Regions from separate parts of the Ovis aries genome. Here region 2 is linked to region 1. A link is a contact called in public Hi-C data. All regions are on one chromosome and are shown on one strand. Each heading gives the region's core, a stretch centred on a gene start, on an enhancer-like site or on the middle of the called end of the contact. The rest is flanking DNA. Distances are from core to core; before and after follow the strand shown.

What was found. Hi-C and Micro-C count contacts between places; a contact is called where the count stands out from the background.
Region 2: a contact with region 1 is called in a Hi-C map of liver, with 3 times the contacts expected there. The contact joins the promoter of MAGI1 here to the enhancer-like site in region 1. A contact is called at or near these places in 3 of 16 Hi-C or Micro-C datasets (liver and skin fibroblasts).

What each region holds. Positions count from the first base shown.
Region 1 is chr19:35,447,874-35,450,800 of ARS-UI_Ramb_v3.0, reverse strand. No RefSeq gene overlaps it. Among named protein-coding and RNA genes, the nearest start is that of TRNAY-GUA, 12 kb to the left of the region's middle. Within about 2 kb of position 1,595, at least 2 of the 54 cell types and tissues checked have an H3K27ac peak or open chromatin away from gene starts, as enhancers often do. A contact at or near this core is called in liver, where this site is marked.
Region 2 is chr19:35,498,718-35,501,794 of ARS-UI_Ramb_v3.0, reverse strand. It overlaps MAGI1 (membrane associated guanylate kinase, WW and PDZ domain containing 1), which reads right to left and starts at 1,315. Exons shown (of 24, transcript XM_060402248.1): 1 at 399-1,315. The coding sequence starts at 711. It overlaps LOC132658178 (a long non-coding RNA gene), which reads left to right and starts at 1,413. Exons shown (of 3, transcript XR_009597421.1): 1 at 1,413-2,643.

The sequences.
Region 1 (2,927 bases), core at 346-2,845:
CACAGCCAGGAAGAGGCAAAACCGATGCTCAGAACTAAGTTCATCTCCCTGAAAAAGCCTTTCCTCTTAATCTTCCGGTAGTACTGTTTCTCTTAGGCAGAGACCAGAATTAACTAATTCAAACTGGCTTTCCTTTCCCCAGCATGTAAGATGGCAGAGGGTTTGGCTGAGATCGTGCTGGGTGGCATGTGGAAGCCCAGCTAGGATTAGAAACATGCCTCCTATAATCCAACCAGTGAATAATCCACAGGAAGATTGATGGTACAGCCCCCCACCCCCGCCCTCAGGAAAGGATTGCCACAATGCATTTGAAGCCAAGAGGAAACAGAAATGACAAGTGGCTGAAATTAGACAGGAAAAGGATCACGCCGAGTCAGGCATCAAAGCACGTTGTGTGGTCGCTGTGAACCGAGCACAGAAACCAGACTTTACCTACCAAGAGTGCTTTTCCATTAGGAGCCCAGAAAATTTTTAAATGTTGCAGCTCCTTCTGCCTCTGCCGCCTTAAAGGAGGCTTCAGAAAAACCTGAGGGATCGGTGGGGTCGGCAGCCCTTCACACACAGCTGGGGCCAGCACGTGGAGCTCAGCCGTTCTTGGGAAGGGTTGTTTCCCTTCCCAGCTGTCCTGTCTGCTTAAAGTTGCCTGTGCTGATTGAAAAACTAGAGCTGGGCCCCAGAGACGAAAAGAGAGAAAACTGTGGTTCATTTACAGCATTTGACAAATCTGTAAGATTTGAGGGAAGTGCATTACCAACTGATTAAAACCCCAGGTTCTCCCCTCTGAGAATAAGTGTGTAGGAACATTTCATTACTTGCTGAATAATGTAATCACTACAGTTTTCTGTCAGTTCAAAAAGACAGCCAAGATGCCCATTTTCCCTCTATTTCCCAACCCTGTTCTAAAAGTCATCTTCCCTAAGGCGACTGTCTTCATTTTCTTTCACATTCATTTATTGTGACTCGATAGAATACGAATCCAGTGGATTTAAACTTAATTAAGATTACTGTCACGTTTTTCATCGAGGTAACAGGCGTGCACAAGGGCATGTGTTAACAAGGTTCAGGGGGTGTCTCCTGGTGTACAGACTGGTCACACAAAAGAGTGGGAGTCTGAATGGGTTTTGTATCGCTGAATATTTAATTAAAGTTTTCATTATGATACAGAGGTCCAGCATTAGCCCTGAATCCATGTGTTCAGCGGTGGAAAAATCCATGGAAACAGATTTTTAGTGTTTGGTCCCAAGGCTTCAGCTTAATGTTGCAATGGAGCTGGTGTGGTATAAATAGGAAGATCTTTGAACTGTAGCCACATCAGAGAGCAAAGGTTGGTAAACTTTTCTGTAAAGGGTGTTGACCTGAAATAAGTAGACCGCTGGATATTTCTCCAGCAAAAAAAAAAAAAAAAAAAGAGGTGGGGGTCATTTATTTGGGATCTGTAGAGAATTGCAATTTGAATCTGCAACTCCAGCAATCCTTGCACAGCCAGGGAAGGAAACTGCTTTTATAGAGGGGAAAAGGAAGTTGGGAGGGCTAGAGTAAACAAAGGCTCCATGACTGTTCATTGGCTGAGTCCTTGCCAGGAAAGAAAAGTCTTTCTTCCTAGGGTGTGAGGGCTCCCCCTTCTGGTCTCCTGACTCTATTTAACTGAGGTTTACTTCCCTGGTGGCTCAGACAGTAAAGCGTCTGCATACAATGTGGGAGACTCGGTTTCAGTCCCTGGGTGGGGAAGATCCCCTGGAGAAGGAAGTGGCAACCCACTCCAGTATTCTTGCCTGGAAAATCCCATGGACAGAGGAGCCTGTTAGGCTACAGTCCATGGGGTCGCAAAGAGTCAGACACGACTGAGCGACTTCACTTTCACTTCACTTCTGTTTGCTTATTTATTTATTTTACTTTACTAAAGACAGATTGTCAATATTAAGGCTTTTTAAAACTTAATTTTTATTGGACTGTATAGTTAATTTACAATGCTGTGTTACTTTCTGTTCTATAGCAAAGAGAATCAGTTATACATAGGCATATATCCATTCTTTTTTAAATTCTTTTCCATACAGTTCATTATAGAGTATTGAGTAGAGGATATTTAAGGCTTTTAATGGCTCTGTTACAACCTCTCACCTCTGTCAGTGAGGTATGAAAGCAACCACAGCCAAAACCAACACCTGAATGAACAAGAGTGGCTCTACATCAATAAAACTTTATTAAAAACAAAACAAAACAGGCAATGGATAGGGTTGGGTCTGAGAGCCATACCTAAGCTTGCCAAAAAGCAGAGTATGAGGACCCTCTTCTCCTGCATGGGAAATCTTACTCTGGGCAGTACCTTCAAGTTATAAAAATTTGTAAATGTGTGATTGCCTCAGTGGTGATTGCCACAATTAATACTGGATACCACCAAGAGGACTCTGGAAATGGGTCTAAAACCAATTCTTTATTTTCATCCTTCTGTCATGTGCCTCTATCTTTTCAGTTTACTTTCTGTTCTTTCCTGGCTGACCTTGGAGAGGGCAAGGGGAGGGGGTAAAATTTTGGCCTTGACCCTAGTTCACACCTGGATTTAACTCTTGCCGCAGTCACCTGTGTAAGTGCTTGACTACTGGGATTGTGTTTGCTTTGATCTTTCAAATGAGGATTGATGTAGATAATCAGCAAAGTTACTGTGATGTTCACATGTGAGTATGAATGAAGCTTCACAAATTAGTACTCAATGCATGCATGTTCAGTTGCCTCAGTCATGCCCAGATCTTTGCAACCCTATGAGTAGCCCGCCAGGCTCCTCTGTCCATGGGATTCTCCAGGCAAGAATACTGGAGTGGGTTGCCATACCCTTCTCCATGGGATCTTCCTGACTGAGAGATCAAACCTGTGTCTCTGGCACTTCAGGCATATTCTTTACTCACTGAGTCACTTGGGAAGCTCTTTAGTAC
Region 2 (3,077 bases), core at 66-2,565, 51 kb before region 1:
GATCAAAGAACACAGTAGCTGCGCCCGCTGCAACACTCGCCCAGGGAGCCAGGAGAGCGTCCACTTTGCCCCTGCCTCAGTTCCCCAACTCTCCTCCCGGTGCAGGCAAGCCACTGCTGCGCTTGGTTGCAGAGATAACAGGTTAGCAAACCGGGCCAGGGAAAAATCTCTGCGCTTCCCCGAGCTAACCCAAGCCCCTCTTCCCAACGCAGGTGGGCAAGCAACCCACAGCCTCTCAACAACTTGGTGTATTTCACCATCACTGGGCACACGGCCTCAACATCGCCCCTACGCCGCGTTCGCAGAAGAAAAGCGGGAAATCGGAAGGGGGGCGGGGGGGAGACTTCTCAGGCCGGTTCTTTTCTGGGGGCGCCTCCAGGAGGCGCGGCCCGACTTACCTTGTCTGACGGCTTTGAAGGTGACGGCCTCCTTGCAGCTGTCGATGACTCCCAGTACGTCATAGCGGGGCAAGCCGGACACCCGGATCCCCTGCACCTCCAGTAGCAACTCGCCCTCGCTCAGCCGAGGGCCCTCGCCGCCGCCGGGAAGCCCCGCCGCTTCGGTAGCCGTCACCGCTCCGACATACGGAAACTCTCCGTTCTCCGCGCCCCCCAGCACCGTCACCCCCAGCTCTCCCTGGGGTCCCCGTTTTACGGTGCATTCGTGAACCCTGCTAGTCCAGTGGTTCTTCTTCTGGATCACTTTCGACATGATGAGTTACACCCCTACTACGCCCGCCAAAAAAAATAATGATAAAATGAGAGACAGGTGCCCCCCACAGCACAAGCCCCCAAGCCCCTGCTGGTTCATGGGAGAGACATCTCCCCCCACAAACAACGCAGCGGGAGAGAGAAACTTGGCAGCCTCGCTCCCTTGCACACACTCGCTCACTCAAGCCATCATAAAACAAACTTTCTGGGCTTCCCCGCGAGCCCTGCACAGGCGCCCGCGAGCTTTGTTTGCATTCCGGTGCTTCTCGGTCCACGTTCCGGCGCCCGACCGTGCTCTCTGGGACCAGAGTCCACTCTGCGCAGCTTGGATTATTTTTTTTTTTCCTTCCTTTCTTTCTTGCCTCTTAGAAATGCGGTGTCTCCTCTTTGCCTCCCGCCTGGGTCGCCTTTCCTCGCTGGCGGGCAGTTTCTGAGGGTGAGGGAAGCCCTTCTAGGCAGTTGCTGGGAGCCCTGGAGACGCGGTAGCTGAGCGGGGGCGGGGGGGACAGGAGGGAAGTGCCTGCGTCCCCTTTAAGCAGATACAAAGGCTCGGCTTGTTTTGTTACAGTTCATTCTATTCCGCGCCGCCGAGCGCAGCGGCCGGCAAGAGGAGACGCGCGCGCATGCGCCCCGCGACCGCCTGCCGGCCGGCCCGCCCCACCCCGCCTTCCCGAAGTGAGAGATTCCAATGTGCTTCCCGTTGGGTCCTAAGTCCGACTTCTCCAGGATCAGCCACTTTTCTCCCCCTTCACACACCCTTCTCATTCCTACTTTTATTTCAGTGCTCACGACTCTGCATAGCCCCTTCGGGGGTCTGGGAGAGGAGGAAGTGTTTTACTCCAACTGACTGCAACTTAAAAACATGGGCAATCTGCTTGGGTATTTTAAAACCATTTCAAACAGGTGGGGGTTGGGGAGGCGCACACTCACCCTCGCGCTCACACTCACGCACACACGCACGCACACACGCCGGCCTAAGCTTCCTTACCGCCCTCGGCCAGTGGCTGGCCACGCTGTCCGTCACCCAGCCCACCCCCCGCCGCAGTTCCCTCTAATACCCTGACCCCAACCCAGAGGAGTGCGCCTGCCCGGCTTCCCCCCAACCTGCACTGTGAGGGCGGGTTCTGGTCTTTGAGTAGGGTGTGCCCCAGCCTCTGCGACCCTGGGGAGGGGGGGCCGTGGTGGTCCCCCAAATGGGATCCGTCACACGCCCACACACGTATACACACACTTATCTGCATCCTTAAACTTTAGGGCCAACTTTTCTGGACGCAGATAAAGTATAAGGCGAGGGAAAGAAGCCTAAAAGCAAGAGAGGCTTGGGGTCTTCAACCGAAAAGGGTCTAGCTCTTTAAAACTGGCGGCCAGAGACCTCTGGAACCAGGCGTCTGTCCTGGACTCAAGTTCCTGGCTAAGCTGGGCAGCCTTTGGACCCGCCCCGGGGCCAGGAGATAAGGATCACTCCTGGGTCTGGGATCTGCACCCAAGTCCTGGCGCCCGCGGGGGCGTGGGCGCGGCAGCCACCTCTCGGAATTCACAGCCTGGAGTTGCTGTTGCCTCGGGCACCGCCCGAGGGCGGGGGTAGAGCCAGCTAATGTCCCTGCTAGGTTTCGGAACGTGCTCGGGGGCTGCGGACAGAAAGAATATCCTGCACCGGCAAGGCTACCCTCCCTAAATACTCCCCAATCGGCCTGGGCGATAGTCTCCTAAACATTTTCTTTTCCTCAGTGATTTATAACTTATTTATCCATCTTGGGTCACAAGAGAGATTTCAAGTGCTAAATAAGGGAGGTGAGTGTAAAGGATTCCGAAAGGACGGGGTGCCGCAGAGGTCACGGTTGAGAGCTGGGCTCTGAGGTTTAGGTTCTCACCGGTCCAGTGTCCGTGTGATCTTGACCAAGCGCTGGGACCCCTCAGACCCTGAGTTTCTTAAGTAAGTGTAACAATACCTGACAAGATTCTTGGGAGTATTACGGGGATATATAATAAAAGCTTACTAGTAGTAATACTAGTAGTAATTTGAAAACAGGAATCATTCGGGGTTTCAAGTTACATGGTAATTCCTCTTCTTCTCGCTAAAACTTAAAATATATAGGCATACATTTAAATATTTTAAAGCACTGCTTATAGGGCACTTTTCTAAGCCAATAAAAATAAGAGAAGAACATTGCTACTTCTCTCTTGAGATCTCCAAAACTGAAAAATCCTATTGCCTTCTAGTATTTGTAAAAGAAGAAAGTGACCAGTTTTCCATGGCTCTTCTTGATAAGGGAAACCATCTTCAGCCTCTTTTCTCAGAAGATATCCATTTGTCTCCAGCTTGACTGGATCAAAATGAATGAGAAATTAAAAAGCTTCAGCCCCAAA